Regions from separate parts of the Mus musculus genome. Here all the other regions are linked to region 4. Evidence: chromatin contacts called from public HiCAR-type and promoter capture Hi-C data. All regions are on one chromosome and are shown on one strand. Each heading gives the region's core, a stretch centred on a gene start, on an enhancer-like site or on the middle of the called end of the contact. The rest is flanking DNA. Distances are from core to core; before and after follow the strand shown.

The links. HiCAR-type assays count read pairs that join an accessible place to other places. Capture Hi-C pulls out chosen DNA fragments and counts their contacts.
Region 1: a contact with region 4 is called in a promoter capture Hi-C map of pancreatic islet. The contact joins the promoter of Ankrd2 here to the promoter of Cwf19l1 in region 4. A contact is called at or near these places in 2 of 39 promoter capture datasets (cranial neural crest and embryonic stem cells) and 1 of 9 other capture datasets (pancreatic islet).
Region 2: a HiCAR-type map of astrocytes shows a contact between it and region 4, with 5 times the contacts expected there. The contact joins the promoter of Arhgap19 here to the promoter of Cwf19l1 in region 4. A contact is called at or near these places in 1 of 39 promoter capture datasets (embryonic stem cells) and 1 of 115 datasets of contacts at active chromatin or transcription factors (astrocytes).
Region 3: a HiCAR-type map of astrocytes shows a contact between it and region 4, with 4 times the contacts expected there. The contact joins the promoter of Pgam1 here to the promoter of Cwf19l1 in region 4.
Region 5: a contact with region 4 is called in a promoter capture Hi-C map of liver, with 2.6 times the contacts expected there. The contact joins the promoter of Frat1 here to the promoter of Cwf19l1 in region 4. A contact is called at or near these places in 1 of 39 promoter capture datasets (liver) and 1 of 9 other capture datasets (liver).

The regions. Positions count from the first base shown.
Region 1 is chr19:42,034,681-42,037,393 of GRCm38.p6, reverse strand. Ankrd2 (ankyrin repeat domain 2 (stretch responsive muscle)) reads right to left here and starts at 1,367. Exons shown (of 9, transcript NM_020033.2): 1 at 1,272-1,367. The coding sequence starts at 1,358.
Region 2 is chr19:41,800,815-41,803,514 of GRCm38.p6, reverse strand. It overlaps Arhgap19 (Rho GTPase activating protein 19), which reads left to right and starts at 1,431. Exons shown (of 12, transcript NM_027667.3): 1 at 1,431-1,543. The coding sequence starts at 1,488.
Region 3 is chr19:41,910,475-41,913,174 of GRCm38.p6, reverse strand. It overlaps Pgam1 (phosphoglycerate mutase 1), which reads right to left and starts at 1,304. Exons shown (of 4, transcript NM_023418.2): 1 at 989-1,304. The coding sequence starts at 1,127.
Region 4 is chr19:44,134,617-44,137,383 of GRCm38.p6, reverse strand. Cwf19l1 (CWF19-like 1, cell cycle control (S. pombe)) reads left to right here and starts at 1,508. Exons shown (of 14, transcript NM_001081077.1): 1 at 1,508-1,618. The coding sequence starts at 1,596.
Region 5 is chr19:41,828,651-41,831,350 of GRCm38.p6, reverse strand. Frat1 (frequently rearranged in advanced T cell lymphomas) reads right to left here and starts at 1,381. Exons shown (of 1, transcript NM_008043.3): 1 at 1-1,381. The coding sequence starts at 1,183. The coding sequence ends at 359.

The sequences.
Region 1 (2,713 bases), core at 118-2,617, 2.1 Mb after region 4:
ACAAGCAGATGACGTTCCTGTCCAGCAGCAGCAGCCATGGGCACACGCTCTCGGGGGAGGGAGGAGCGAGATTCCTGGGATGCTCGGCTGCTGTCCACACTCCCCTTGATAAATCTGAGCTCATCACTTCTCTTAAATGATGGGGGCCTCTGAGTTCCGATAGGCTCCCCCTTCCCCCTCTAATAACATCAGCAACATCAGAACCGGCTCTATAACAGGTCAGACAGTGGCACAGCACTCTTAACAGTCAGTGGTCCTCACTGCTCACGGAGCCTGCACCTCTTACCTGGTCTTCTCTGGTTTGTCCTTGGCCCTCTTTCTAGCCCCAGCTCTTGGTGTCTGTCACACATTTTCATGACCACTTTTATCTATCTGCTGTTTAGCCTCAAGTACCTCTCCCCACATCCCGACCACACTTCTTAATCCCAAAGGTCCAGCTCACACTCCATCCTGACCAGAGTAGTCCCAGAGGACCAGAAGGGCTCACCCACCCATTCATCACTACTCTCCATTTTCCATACGCCCGTTTCTGCCCTCTGCCTTCTTCTTAGTTGATGATACAAATAAAAGGTTACAATTAGTGCCCACCTTCGCCCTACGCACTGGACTCTAGGCTCCTGGTCCTCTACCCCCACCCCAGGGGGGGGTAATCTCACCATGTAGCCCAGGCTGGCTCCACCTCTGAGATTATAGGATTGTACCACCACACCTGGCTCAACTGTTTTTGAATAAGATGTAGAGCAGGACCAGTCAGTAGTCCAGCCCCACTTAACTTAGCCAAGAGAAAACGTACCCGTGTGTGCATTAGGCCTCTGCCAACAGTCCTGGCTAAGTCCCAGCTGCCCTTCCCCATCTCCTTTCCTGACTCCTGTCAGTTTGCTCTCCCGCAGCAACCAGCCCTGGCATCCAGGGGACATTCTGTGTGTGTGTGTGTGTGTGTGTGTGTGTGTCAGGACCTTACCTTTCTGGTTTTCCCAGAGAATACTCATCTGTCTTCTCTGTCCAGTCCAGTCTATCTCTTGAAGCCCAGGTGAGTGGGCAGGGTCTCGGGAAGGCCTGCCCCCTCCAAGTGCCTGTTTGCGGGGCTGAAGCCCCATCTCCCACCACCCACAACCATGTTAGGAACATCCCGCTTGGGCCCTGGGAAGTAGCATGTTGTCTGGACCCAGGTAGCAGCCGACTTTCCCTTCTCATGACAGCACAGATGGACCAACCGTTAACCCTGAGGCCCCCCTCCCTCCCTCCCCGACACCCTTCACCTCAGCTCCCACCTCAGTCTCTTCCTCCTGGGCAAGCCGCTGCTCGATGAGCTCTGTGGCTCTCTGCACCGCCTCGGGCCCCTCCATGGTACCCTCCATGACTGTTTCTGCAAGCCACAGGGCATGGGGTCTTTATAGGCCCAAGCACCCACCCCGCCCACTGGGCGCCTTTGTCATTAGCTCACAGGCTCGTTTCTCCATCTGTCATGAGCTTACTAGCTCAACTCTCCACCTGCCTCCCCCACCTGTCACCTTCACCTCGGACAGCCCCAGGGAGCATGGGAAGCCACTGTCCAGGCCAGGGAACTTGCCCCTCCCCTAACCTCTGGCCTACCAGAGCCAGAAGGCACACCGCCCCGAAGGACAGCTGCGGGAAAGAGGCCTGTCCAGTGTGTCCTCAGTGCTGGGAACTGGCTAAGTCTTAGCCAGGGTGAACGGGCTGCAAAGGACCTACATGCTGCCATTGGTCTGGCTGGAGTGCCACCTGCTGGATGCCCAGAAATGCTGTCTAGCTTGTGCCAGGCAGGGGAGCCTGAAAAACCAAGTATGAGCCCCAGCAGACCTGTGGGCATCCGAGACCTTCTCCAAGCAAGAGCTGGAACGGCTGCTGCCCTCTGGTGGCTGCTATGGGTCCCATGGGCCCTAGGGAAACACGGCTATGCTGCATGGCGTGTCCATTAGCCATGAACAGAACCTGTCCATCTGTTTGTTTCATCTTCCTGGAGTCCTCAGCAGAACCTAGTGTTGTTTTAAGAGCTCAGGAAGTCAGAGTTCAGAGCTAAGGCCATCTCACGAGTACTAGGCGATGCCAGACTGCCGTGGGCGGAGCTGGTCACACTCCCCGAGAACAGAGAATACACAGAGGAAAGGCAGACCTGCACTTGAGCTCCTCGCCTGGGACTCCCAGCCTGGAGCCCGAGGTCATTATGAGCTAGGTTTAATCTGCCAGTGGACTACAAATGTTCCATACTTCTACAACTGCAAGTGGCACCCGAGATTCCCCTCTGGTGATGTACACAGTCCTGCAGAAGAAACAGGAGGAGACAGCCCTGTCTGTCTCTGGCTCGCACATTTCTGGAAGCTTGTCATCCCACGCTCTGACACAGCATCCCATGTGGGCCCTGTGGGGTGGTTGCCACATGGCTATGCTGCCCTCTGTGGGTGCTCCTTCACTTTTCCTATCTGGACCGCCCCCCAACACACACACACACACACACACACACACACACACAGACACATAATTGTCCCAGCAACTGCTGCAGGAGGCAGGGTGGGAGGCACCATCTCTCCATTAAAGGAAAGCAAACTGTGTTCAGAGGTGAAGTGGCCTTTTTCAGGACCCACAGAACACAGCGAGGTTGGATGAGACTAGGGCCCCCAGGAGGAGCATCAGTTGGATGCTCTGCTGTGCCCATCTGCAGCCAAGCCAGCAGAAGCTCTGGGCTCCGGCTGGC
Region 2 (2,700 bases), core at 182-2,681, 2.3 Mb after region 4:
ACCAACCTCACACAGGAAACTTACTGCAAGGGGAAACCCGCGGAGGGTGGCGGCCTCTGCTGGGGTGAAAAGCGGCAGAAGCTCAGCGGGTTTTGTATAGGGTTTCTTGGTGGGGCGGGACAGGCGATGAAGACAGAGCTTTCCAGGGTGTCCAGGGAGGGAGTGGTGGGATTTTTGTGGCCTGATTTTGGGGCAATTCTAGGGGTTGGTGGGAATTTTGTGCTCAGGGATTGGTGGGATTCTGTTTCTTGGCCCTGATTTTGAGCTTGGGGTCAAGATAGGGTCAAGGTTGCCTGGTCTGGGGGTCAAGTCAGGGTCACAATGTTCTTTCCCTTCACTTTTTACTCTCTACCATCTATATTTTTTGCTTTTAGAAAAGATTTTATGTGTCTCTGTGCATCTGTGCGCATGTGCCCCGGAGGCCAGCTCTGGAGGCTATAGGAAGGCAATCAGTCCTTTGGAACTGGACTCACTGTCTGGCCCTTGTGAACCTTTCAATGCAGGGAATCAAACTCTAGTCTTCAGGAAAAGCAGCAAGTGTTCTTAGAACCACGGAACCATCTCTAGCTGCCCCTTATTGTTAATTGTGAATTTCATATATCAATACCATGTTTTTTTTTTTTTTTTTTTTTTTTCCACCTGCCTCTGCCTCCCAAGTGCTGGGATTAAAGGTATACGCCACCACTGCCTGGCTTAGTCACATTTTCTTGTTGGCCTGAAGTCACCCAAGGAGGCTTGTTTGGATGACCCAAAATTTGCCTCTCTATTCTAGCCAGTGCTTTTGGTGTCTTTATACTGACTTTCCCCCTCCCCCAAATATGTACCCTGAAGATCAGCCCCTGCATACATACACACACACATACATACATTCATACATAAATACATACATACATACACACATACATATATACACACACAAGAGTTTACTTAGGGTAGCTTACAGGAACGTATGCAATTTACCACTGATTATATACCATTGAAGAAAATGCCTTTTCTTCCCTTTTACTAAGCCTATGGATCTTGGGGGTGGGGTGAATGGGGGTTTAAGTGAGTGAGGGGTGATGAGCCCTTTTCCCTAGCAACCGTTAACTGCCTACCGAACTGGGGGATGGGCAGGGCCTCAAGAACCTTTTCTCTTCAAGTGACTTTAAAAACCGACAGTTTTGTAACTCAGAGATTTACCTAGCGGGGAGGGGAGCGCAGCCAGGAATTTGTGACTTGATCCGCGGAACTACATGGGTTAATCAAAACGAGAAACTACATCTCCCGGTAGGCCTCGGGCAGGTGTTTCTCCTGCCCTTTCGTTGGTTCTGTGCTACCAATGACAGTTAGATATTTGAATAGACCAATAGTAGCATGGAACGGTTCTTATTTAGGCGGGGCCATAGGTTCGTCCAATCGTACAGGACTTAGAAAACCATCCTAGCCAATCTAAGGGCTAAGGGGCGGTGCCTGAGGCGGGGCTGCAGACCAAGCTGCCGCGGAAGATGGCGGCTGAGGCGCCGAGTGGAGGGGAGGCGCCGGTCTGCGACTCTGGCCGGAGGTGAGCCAAGTTTTCCGTCCTGCTGCCTAGGAGACGGGACTGTGGGCTAGCGATGTCGCCGCCCTGCCCTTGAGTCACCGTGGTCCACAGGCCCGGGCTTTGTTCCTCTCTCCCGTGGTGTCTACGCCGACGCGCCTGCGGGGGCTGAGGCGGGTCTTTGCGGTCCGTGCTTCCCGCTGCGCTGCTCTCCGCGAGTCCCACGGCCGTGTGTGGAGCCCTCCCGACGCTCTGGCTGCAGACCCCCGGGCCACGGTCATGGTGTCTGCCCTGGCGCCGAGCGTTTTGAGTGGCAACTGAAGCCCAGAGCGGTTTAGAGAATCCCACAACGCCCCGGGAGCTTTAAATGTCCTTCGTGACAGCCTCTGCGCTTTACTCAGAGCCGCGACTTGAGTGATGGTTAAAAGGGATTTTTGTCCCCTAAGCTGGCTGACCTTTCTCGGCTTCAGCCTTCTTCTGTAAATAAACATAACGATACTTATTTCAGAACCTGGACGGGATGACACAACCTATTTAAAGCGCATAGCACCCATCCTGGCAAACACTTCAAAATACGATAGATTTTTATGTTTCCTTGAAATTGTGATCTCATTTCTTCTTTCTGGAACGAGTACTGTCCCTGTCATAAAGTCGAGCCTTTCTTAACCGATTACAAACAAATATTTGGAGTCTGACACACTCCAATAGAATGAGATTACTTACATTGTCAGAGAGTATGATCAATGCTATGCTTTGGTACGGAGTTAGTACAGAACAGAAGAACCAAGAATTTTGGGAAACCGAGTTTGTGAGCCTGATTTTTCCTGAGCCCTGATGGGCTTGTGTGGGTATTGTTACTGTTTTGTATGGAGGAGTTTTCCACTCTTTGACCTTTTATTTCTCCCGGGAACTGTGCCCGTGGGTTGATAAATGTCATTAGATTATCTCTCCTCCGACTCGAAAATCCTGAATTGTAATGAAAATGAGGACAAATGAAATACTGTTCTACAGCAAGAGGACTTAGAATTCTTCCTTGAGGCTGCTGTCAACTGAATGTAAAATTTGAAACTGTTAACTATCTGACCAACACAGTTTTCTCTGAATCTGAAACCCTCTATTGTCGTTACTGAGACAGGTTCTTGCTAAGTACCTCGGCTGGACTGGAACTCCCAGTCTCGTTT
Region 3 (2,700 bases), core at 55-2,554, 2.2 Mb after region 4:
AGCTAGGGAGGGCAACCAAGACACAAGATCACTTCAGGTAGGCATGAGCAACCCTTTTACACAGCTACTGCCGTGTCCAAGTTAGGATGTGCCCTAATCACCAAGAGAAGTGCCTCTTCACTACAGGGAGCGGGGAGGCCTTGCTTTCTTATTAGCATTCCAAAATCACAGAGAACTGTGGGTGGTGCGGGGCACCCAGCATGGATAGGCAAAGGCGAGCTTATCTCCTGGACGCTTTCACCCTTTGCTCTGCCTCTGTCCTTGGCCAAGGGCCCGCCAGTTCCTCACACTTACTTGTTACTCCACCCAGAAATGGGGCAAGGACACTGGATTAGAACTAAGTTTTGTATGACCTTGGACAAATCTTTCCAGTCACTTTTCTAAACTATAACAAGAGGACGGAGAGAGGTAAAAAGGAGGGAAATTAGATCTGCCTGCTTCATAGGGCTGGAGAGAGCATCAACTGAAATCACCCACTCACATTCCTGGATTCGGTTTTGTGGTTTGCTGCTGTGCTACAAAGCTCTCCGAAGCACGCGGTTTCCAGGTTGTCTCAAAGGCCATTAGACATCCCCACCTAACACCCCCCCACTACCCAGGGCGAGCCCGTGACCTGCCGCTTCGCCATGATGGGCAGGCGCCTCAAGTATACTCCGGTACAGCCACTGATGTCACGGGGAATCGTCCGCCAGGCGCCCTAGGCCCTCGTGGTACCCTAAAGGGTCCTGGGCGCCACAGGTGGGGCTGCTCGGACCGGAAGAACAGATTTTAGCCTAGCGGCGGCTGTGCCCTCTTTCTGGCACAGACTCTCAGACTTAACGGGGTGACCTTGACAAGCGGGTTCCCCACCCTGCGTTCACCTCCCCAGATGAAAATTCAACTGCAGAGGCCGACCGAAGTGCCCGCCTCTCGAGAGGGCCCGGGGGCTCAGGCGACCCCTAGGCCGGTGCTGGCCCAGTACGCCACACAGCGCTCGTCCCGCTCGTACCTCGCAACGCCTGCCCGCCGCGCTTCGCCTCCTCGTGGCCCGCCGGGCTCAGGTCGGCGTCGTACCAGCCGCTGAAGCGGTTCTCCAGGTTCCAGGCGCTCTCGCCATGCCGGATCAGCACCAGCTTGTAGGCAGCCATGGCGACGGGCAGAGGATGCAGCAGCAACTGAGGATCGCCGAGATTCTCTTCGCAGCCCGCCCCCCGCCCCGGTCGCGCCTGCGCACTTACAGTCTCCCGCCCCGCTTCCGCGCACTTTCTCCCCGAAATCTTTCCACTCGCTCGACAGACCGCCGCCCGCCCCGTGTGCGCATGCGCCTCAGGCAAGTTCTGCGGCCTGCTAAGGGGGGGGTGTAGTGCACCGCGGCGGCAGTGCGCATGCGTTGTACGTAGCGGTACCCGCGTGCTACCCGGCAGTCACGGAGCGCACGTAAGCAAGGAGCGCGGAGGGTGCTGGTTGCGAGCTTGAGCTCCAGGCGCCGACTGGACACGCCGCGCTTCCTCTTTAGGGATGATCAACTATCCTCTGACCAGTTCTTCAGCCCTGCCAGGCCACAGTCCCATCCCTGCGCAATTCCAATATACACCCTTTTCCTTTTAACTTGTACTTCGGACAAGTCATAAGACGTCTCAGCCTCACTTGTAAAATACTCTATAAACCTAAACGTGGGTTGTTGCTATTTCCCTTCAACAGAACATTGTTCTTTTGGGTTGTTTTGTTGTTTTTTGTTTCTAGTTTGTTGCTTTTTTTTTTTTTTTTTTTTTTTTTTTTTTTTTTTTTGAGACAGTCTCTCTGCGTAACCCTGACTGTCCTGGAACAAGTTCTGTAGACCAGGCCTAGAACTCAGAGATTTCCTGTCTCTGCCACCGAAGTGCTAGATTAAAGGCGTGGTTCATCACGCCAGTTAGAGCACAGCTTTTTTTTTTTTTTTTTTTTTTTAAGATTTATTATTTATTTTTATGTAGCTGTACAAATGGTTGTGAGCTTTCCTGTGGTTGTTGGGAATTGAATTTTTTAGGACCTCTGTTCGTCCTGGTAGGCCCAGCTCGCTCCAGTCGGCCCTGCTTGCTCTGGCCCATAAATTTATTATTTATTATTATAAAAATAATAGTACAATAATAAATATATACATATGCATTTATAACTACATATTATATAATAATAAATAATAAATATGTATTTATACATAAGGCCACTGTAGATGTCTTCAGACATGCCAGAGGAGGGCATCAGATCTCATTATGGGTGGTTGAGAGCCACCATGTGATTCTGGGATTTGAACTCAGGACCTTCAGAAGAGCAGTTAGTTACCTGCTGAGCCATCTCATGTCGCCAGCCCCAAGAGAACAGCTCTATATCCCTTTTCTTCTACTAAATGTTGATTCTGTAGCTGAGAGTGTGTGGAAGCTCCTGTGTAGGTGTACAGGCTCATGTCCTTCTGAGAAGCAAACGTTAGGCCCTTACAACATTACAAAAAGGAATGTCTGTCTCTCCTTACCCCAATTTTAGTATCCACTTGTTAGGACCAATTTCTCCTGCCCAGGCTGTGGACTCTTAGTTTATTTCCATTAAACTTCTTCATGAGCATTAAACATTAGCCAGACAGTGGCCTATTACTAAGATACTAAGATAGTGTCATGAATTCCTGTCCTTTTAGTGGAGAGCAAAATCCACATTTAAACAATTGACAACAGAACTGAGCCACTTTCTGTA
Region 4 (2,767 bases), core at 259-2,758:
CACATATGTGTGTATGTGTATATATATATATATATATATATATATATATAATCTTGTTATTCCTACACTTACAGTGTAGTAAGCCATCTCTATGGATACATTTTTATTTTTAGAATTGATTTGATCCTATAGGAAAGTTGCAACAATAATACAGGCAAATTTCACAGACACATTTTCATATTTTACTGTTGTTTTCTCATCTCTGAAATCATATAGCTGTTCATATTAGCAAATCTGTCTTCAAGATTCAGTCTTGAAAGCCACTCCTGGAGTGTATCATCCAAAAAGTAAGAAAAAGGTTTAAGTTACCAACAAAGCAGGGGTATTAATATGTATGAGGCAAAGGATTTAATAACCCCCTCAAAAGCACTGCAGAAATTGTGAGAAAATTAGAGATTTGAGATTCTTTCTTAACAACTTGATTCTGGTAACTTGGGTTTCTTTCCTTGTCAGGACAGTCCTTTCCAGGTCCTTAGCAGGCTGTTGCTGGTTGGCTTGGCCCCTTCAGAAAAACCGACTTACCAAAAGCAAAGCAAAAAGAGACTAGAGATAGGACCCGATGAAAATGTGAAATTTGTTTAATCCCTGAATGAAAATAGTCCCCATGTATACAATCAATTACAGAGAACTAAACATTGTGTACATTAGGTCTTGTTACTGAATTAATTTAATTCTTTTTCAGTGTGCTAATATTAAGGTAACTTAAGGGAGGGTATTTTTATGTATTTGAGAGGTGCACACTGAGGTCTGCACTTCGCTTTCAGATAACTCAGTGAGAAGGACAGGGTTTGGGTACTGGGGGAGAAGTGAGCAAGAGAGAAAATGTAGCGACATGCCGATACACTGAATAGAAGCTATTCTTTCAATGTGTTAAAAAAAATTTAGGGGCTAGGGAGATGTCTCAGTCACCCATATAACAAATCATGAAGACTGGAATTCGCATCCCTAGTACCCATGTAAGTCTAGACAGGTAAGTTTCAGGTCCCACGGGGAATCCCAGCGTTCAGGAAGCAGAATTAGGGGATCTTTTGGGCAATATGGCTTCCTAGACTAGTCTAATCCAACGAACTCTGGGTTAAAATGATACCCTATCTCACTCAATAAGATTGGGAGCAATAGAAGAAGATTCCTATTCTTTCCACAGGAACCTGCATGCACACAAGCATGTCCCCCTCCCCCCAAATACAAACTAAAACAAAAACAAAAAACCCAGCCAGGGTTGGAAAGATCTTAAGAGCGCTAGCAGTCATGGGATCCATACAAACTCGCAGGCGCACAGTTCAATAATTCCAAATGTTTCTAAAACAAACAAAATAAGACACATTTTTTTTCTATTTTAATTCCTCCATCCTTTTCACTCCAGTTACCTTTCCTTAAATAAATAAATATAAATAAATAAATAAATAAATAAATAAATAAATAAATAAATAAATAAACGCGGAGAGATTTTTACCCCTCTACACGCCCCATAGCTAGGTGATTTCTATTGGCTGAGTGGTGTGACGTCATATTTCTGCGCCCCGGCGTTCCAACCTTGAGCGCGCGTTCGTGTTTCTAGCCTTTGGTGGCCGTCCCAGCCCTGGTTGTCATTCCCGATGGCTCAGAAGCCACTGCGTCTGTGAGTGACCTTGCATCGGTAGACTCAGGCACATAGGAGAAAGGGAGAGAGGCGGGCGGAGGAGTGGGGGGGTCTTTCTCCACACCGGAAGGGGAAGACGGAGGGGAGGTCGCAGGGCTGCTGGGAGCCGGAGTGGAGGCTTCCTGTTCTCGCCTCCCAGTTCATTTCGCCCTGGTGTCTTCAGAGTCTCTCTGGCAGAACTAAAAACTTGATGAGCCGGACTTCTTTTTCCTTAGGCCTAGTCTGCCTGGGACACACCATCTCCTTGTCGTTTCTCCCGGCGTCGCACGTATTGATTAGCCAAATACTTGCAGGCATGGGGTGCACGCATGGGTTTTGTCAGACAAGATGAGCATTGTCCTGTCCTCGCGTACTTTTGTTTGCGCGGTCGGTTAGCGAAGACATGACTTAATTTAGAAAGACTATTGTATTGAGCAGCGGACAAGCGTCGCACAAACCAGTTCCCGCCTTGATAGCTGATAGTCTAGACTAGAATAACACGTGTTAACGAATGCGGAAAATGTAGAGAAAGGGTTGATGGTTCTGGAGGGTATATAATAACGATATTTGGCTTAGTATAAGGAATTAAGGCTTTCATGAGAAAGTGAGGATTTTTTTTTTTTTTTGAAAGTGAGGATTTAACTCTGGCAAATATTATTGTATTTAACTCAGAGAAGACATTGAAACGTTTAAAAACTCCTTAGTGTGACCTAGTTTTTGTTATGGAAAGTGATCCTGCTTGAAAGTTGGGAAACAAATAAGAGCCGAAGTAGAAGGCAACAAGCATTAGGTAAAGCAATGTCAGAGAGAAAGTTCAGGAATGGATAGTCTGTTAAGCAGGTGGACTCACAGGGCCTGGTGATGTTTTGATGGTGAGAAACCTCCACTGTAAGGTCATAGATTTCTGTCTTCAGTCATTGGGATCAGAAAATGCTGAAAAGGGGCCCAGATCAGAGAGTGAATATGGATTGTACCTGTCAGGAATTGATAATCAACAGGGAACAAAAAGATGTTAGAGGCTCTCAAAGAATAAATTATACTGCATGATAGTTAGGACAGAATTTGTTCTGAAATGGTATATGGATTTCTGAGATTTTGAGAAAGTGGCTTTCTCAGCCCACCAGGAGGCTACAGAGACTCAGCCTTGAT
Region 5 (2,700 bases), core at 132-2,631, 2.3 Mb after region 4:
CATGCACCGTGGCCACGTGGTCCCCGCTTGGCCAGGAGAGTCTGCGTGGAATTGCAGCGACCAGGTTGAATCACGCCAAAAAAAAAAAAAAAAAAAAAAAAAAAAGGAGCCCTGCTGACAGCCTGCGGTGCGCTCTGTAGATTCTGCTTTAAACAAACCTAAGTCCTGGGTTTCAAACAGTTCGGGGCTTTCAATTTCAGTTACCCATGAAAATATCTGCGATATTTCGGCTGTCTTCCTTAGCTTATTTTCCCGTTTCCAAATAATGCTCGAGTCCACCACCAGCTCCGGCTGGGTGAAGCCCTGGGTAAATCCCTTGGTCCCCGGCTACAGGCTGGTGCTGTGGCCACTTAGGTTGTTAGCTGCCAGGGACAAGAAGGTCGTCCCCAGTTCTGAGCTGCGCCCTCCCCATGAAAGCGCCAGGGTCGCTGCAGGCCGCGCGAGGGCTCCCGGGCGAAGGCGGCTCATGCACTGGGGCTGACAGAGGCCCGAGGAACGGGTGTGCGGGAAGCTTTGCGTGTAACTGTAGCTGTCGCGAATGAAGTCTGCGCACCGCCTCCTTGATGAGGTTTCCCGAGAGCACGAGCTGCTGCAGGAGCCGGTGCGGGTCGTCGTCGTCGCCAGTGCGGGTCTCCGGCTGAGATCCGCGTCGCTGTTGCAAGCGGCGGGACGCGGCTGCGTTCCGGAGCCAACCCCGGCGGCACGGGCCCGACAGTGGCTGCGGGGTGCTTAGTTTGCCGGTCCCCGGGGGTCCGTCAAGGCCCGGCTGCTGGGGCAGCGCGCTGGCGCCGGGGGAGATCTCCGCCACGCAGTAGGGCGCCGACCGTCCCCGCACGCGCCCGCGCTCCCCTAGCACGCAGCGCACGGCCCCCGGGGGCGCAGGGTTCCCGGTCTCCGCTGACCCCGTCGGCCGCAGCAGCCTCCTAGCTGGGGTCCCGGTCTTGTCCGCCGGCAGCGCCGCCAGGACCTGCGGGGGCGGGGGACCCGGGGCGGCACACGGCGAGGCCGGGCGATCGTGCGCTGCGTCCAGCTGCAGCGTCTCGCCGATCTGGACGATGAGCTGGTCCACGTCGGTCGAGCCACCCAGAGTCACCGACTGCTGCAGCAGGAGGAAGCTGTCGTCGTCCTCCTCCCCCTCCGCCTCGTCGCCGGCTTCCTCCTCCTCCTCCCTCCGGCAAGGCATGGCCCCCCGCCCGGGCCCCCGCGGCTGTGCGGGCGTCGCTGGCAGCTCGGTTGGCCGCGGGCTCGGCGAGCCGCGGCTGGGGCGGGAGCGAGGCGGAGGCCCAAGCCGGGCTAGGCAGGGACCACCGGGCAGTGGCACCGCGCGCCTTAGAGCCGCGGGAGCCGGAACGCTGCCGGCTTGGGTTGATTTGTAAACAATGGGTGACGTCGCGTGGCTCCTACCACCGTGCGCGGCCGGGGGGTGCTGTCTCCTTGGCAGTAGTGAGCCTGTAGGGCCAGGGCACAGAGTAGAGCCTGGCTGCCCCCGAGCCTCATCGGCGTGCCTACTGTGTGCGGGGATGCACTGGGAAGTTGATTCTGGTTCGCTCAGCCGGGCCTAATTGGCATTCCACAAGATGGACACCTTGGGGGACTCGATTGGTTTCTTCCACACACAGTCACTTCCACACACTTACACCTCCACACACTCCCCTCAGCACGTCAAGTGGTTTGGTTTAGGCGGTGGCTTTTTTTTTTTTTTTTTTTTTTTTTTTTTTTTTTTTTTTTTTTTTTTTAAAGGTTTGGGTGACAGAGTCAGAGGAGGCTGGAAAGGAGAGGGAGTGAGGTTTGGACTCGGAGTGACGATTAGGAAAAGGTTGTTGCCAAAGATGGAAAGGAGGATGGAGACCTTGTCTGATGTGGATGGCTGAGCTGGAACGCAAACCGGCCACAGATTTCGTGGTTTTTTGGCTTGGGTTCCAGGGCATTTAGGGGCTGCGTTGACTACTGGCTCTTTGCAAGGAACTGTAATATGGCAAGTGAATGCGTGTTAACGAAATTCAGTAGTCAAATGAAGACTAGTCATCTAGAAAGGGTAGCAGTGGTGAGCTGGTTATATGAAAACAGAGCCTCGGCCATCTTAACTGTTCCAGATAGCATTGTTGAATTAATGGTTAACCAAACCTTTATTAGTTTTTTTTTTTAATATTTATTTATTTTGTGAAAGGGCCTTGAGTATGCTCTTGGATTGGCTGTGTAGCTGAGGATAACCTTGAACTCTTTATCCTCTTGCTTACAGGTTGGGAACCACTAGGTCAAGTGTGTTTATTTAATGATTTTTTTTGGAAGGGTTGGGGATTACATCCAGGGCCTTGCACATGGCAGGAATGCTTTCCTTCTGAGCGAACAGTAATTTGATGACCGCTTTCTTTCTTTCTTTCTTTCTTTCTTTCTTTCTTTCTTTCTTTCTTTCTTTGTTTTCAAGACAGGGTTTCTCTGTATAGCCCTGCCTGTCTTGGAACTCACCACGCCTGGCTGATGATGATCATTTTCAAATGGACTTCAACAGACCCCTGGGTGGTGACACACATCTGTAATCCCAACACTAGGAAGGCAGAGGCAGGAGGATCACAAGTTCAAAATTATTCCTGGCCAAATAGCAAATTTGAGGCCAGCCTGATACACAGAACTCTGTGGCCTAGTTTCTATTACACACACACACACACACACACACACACACAGAGAGAGAGAGAGAGAGAG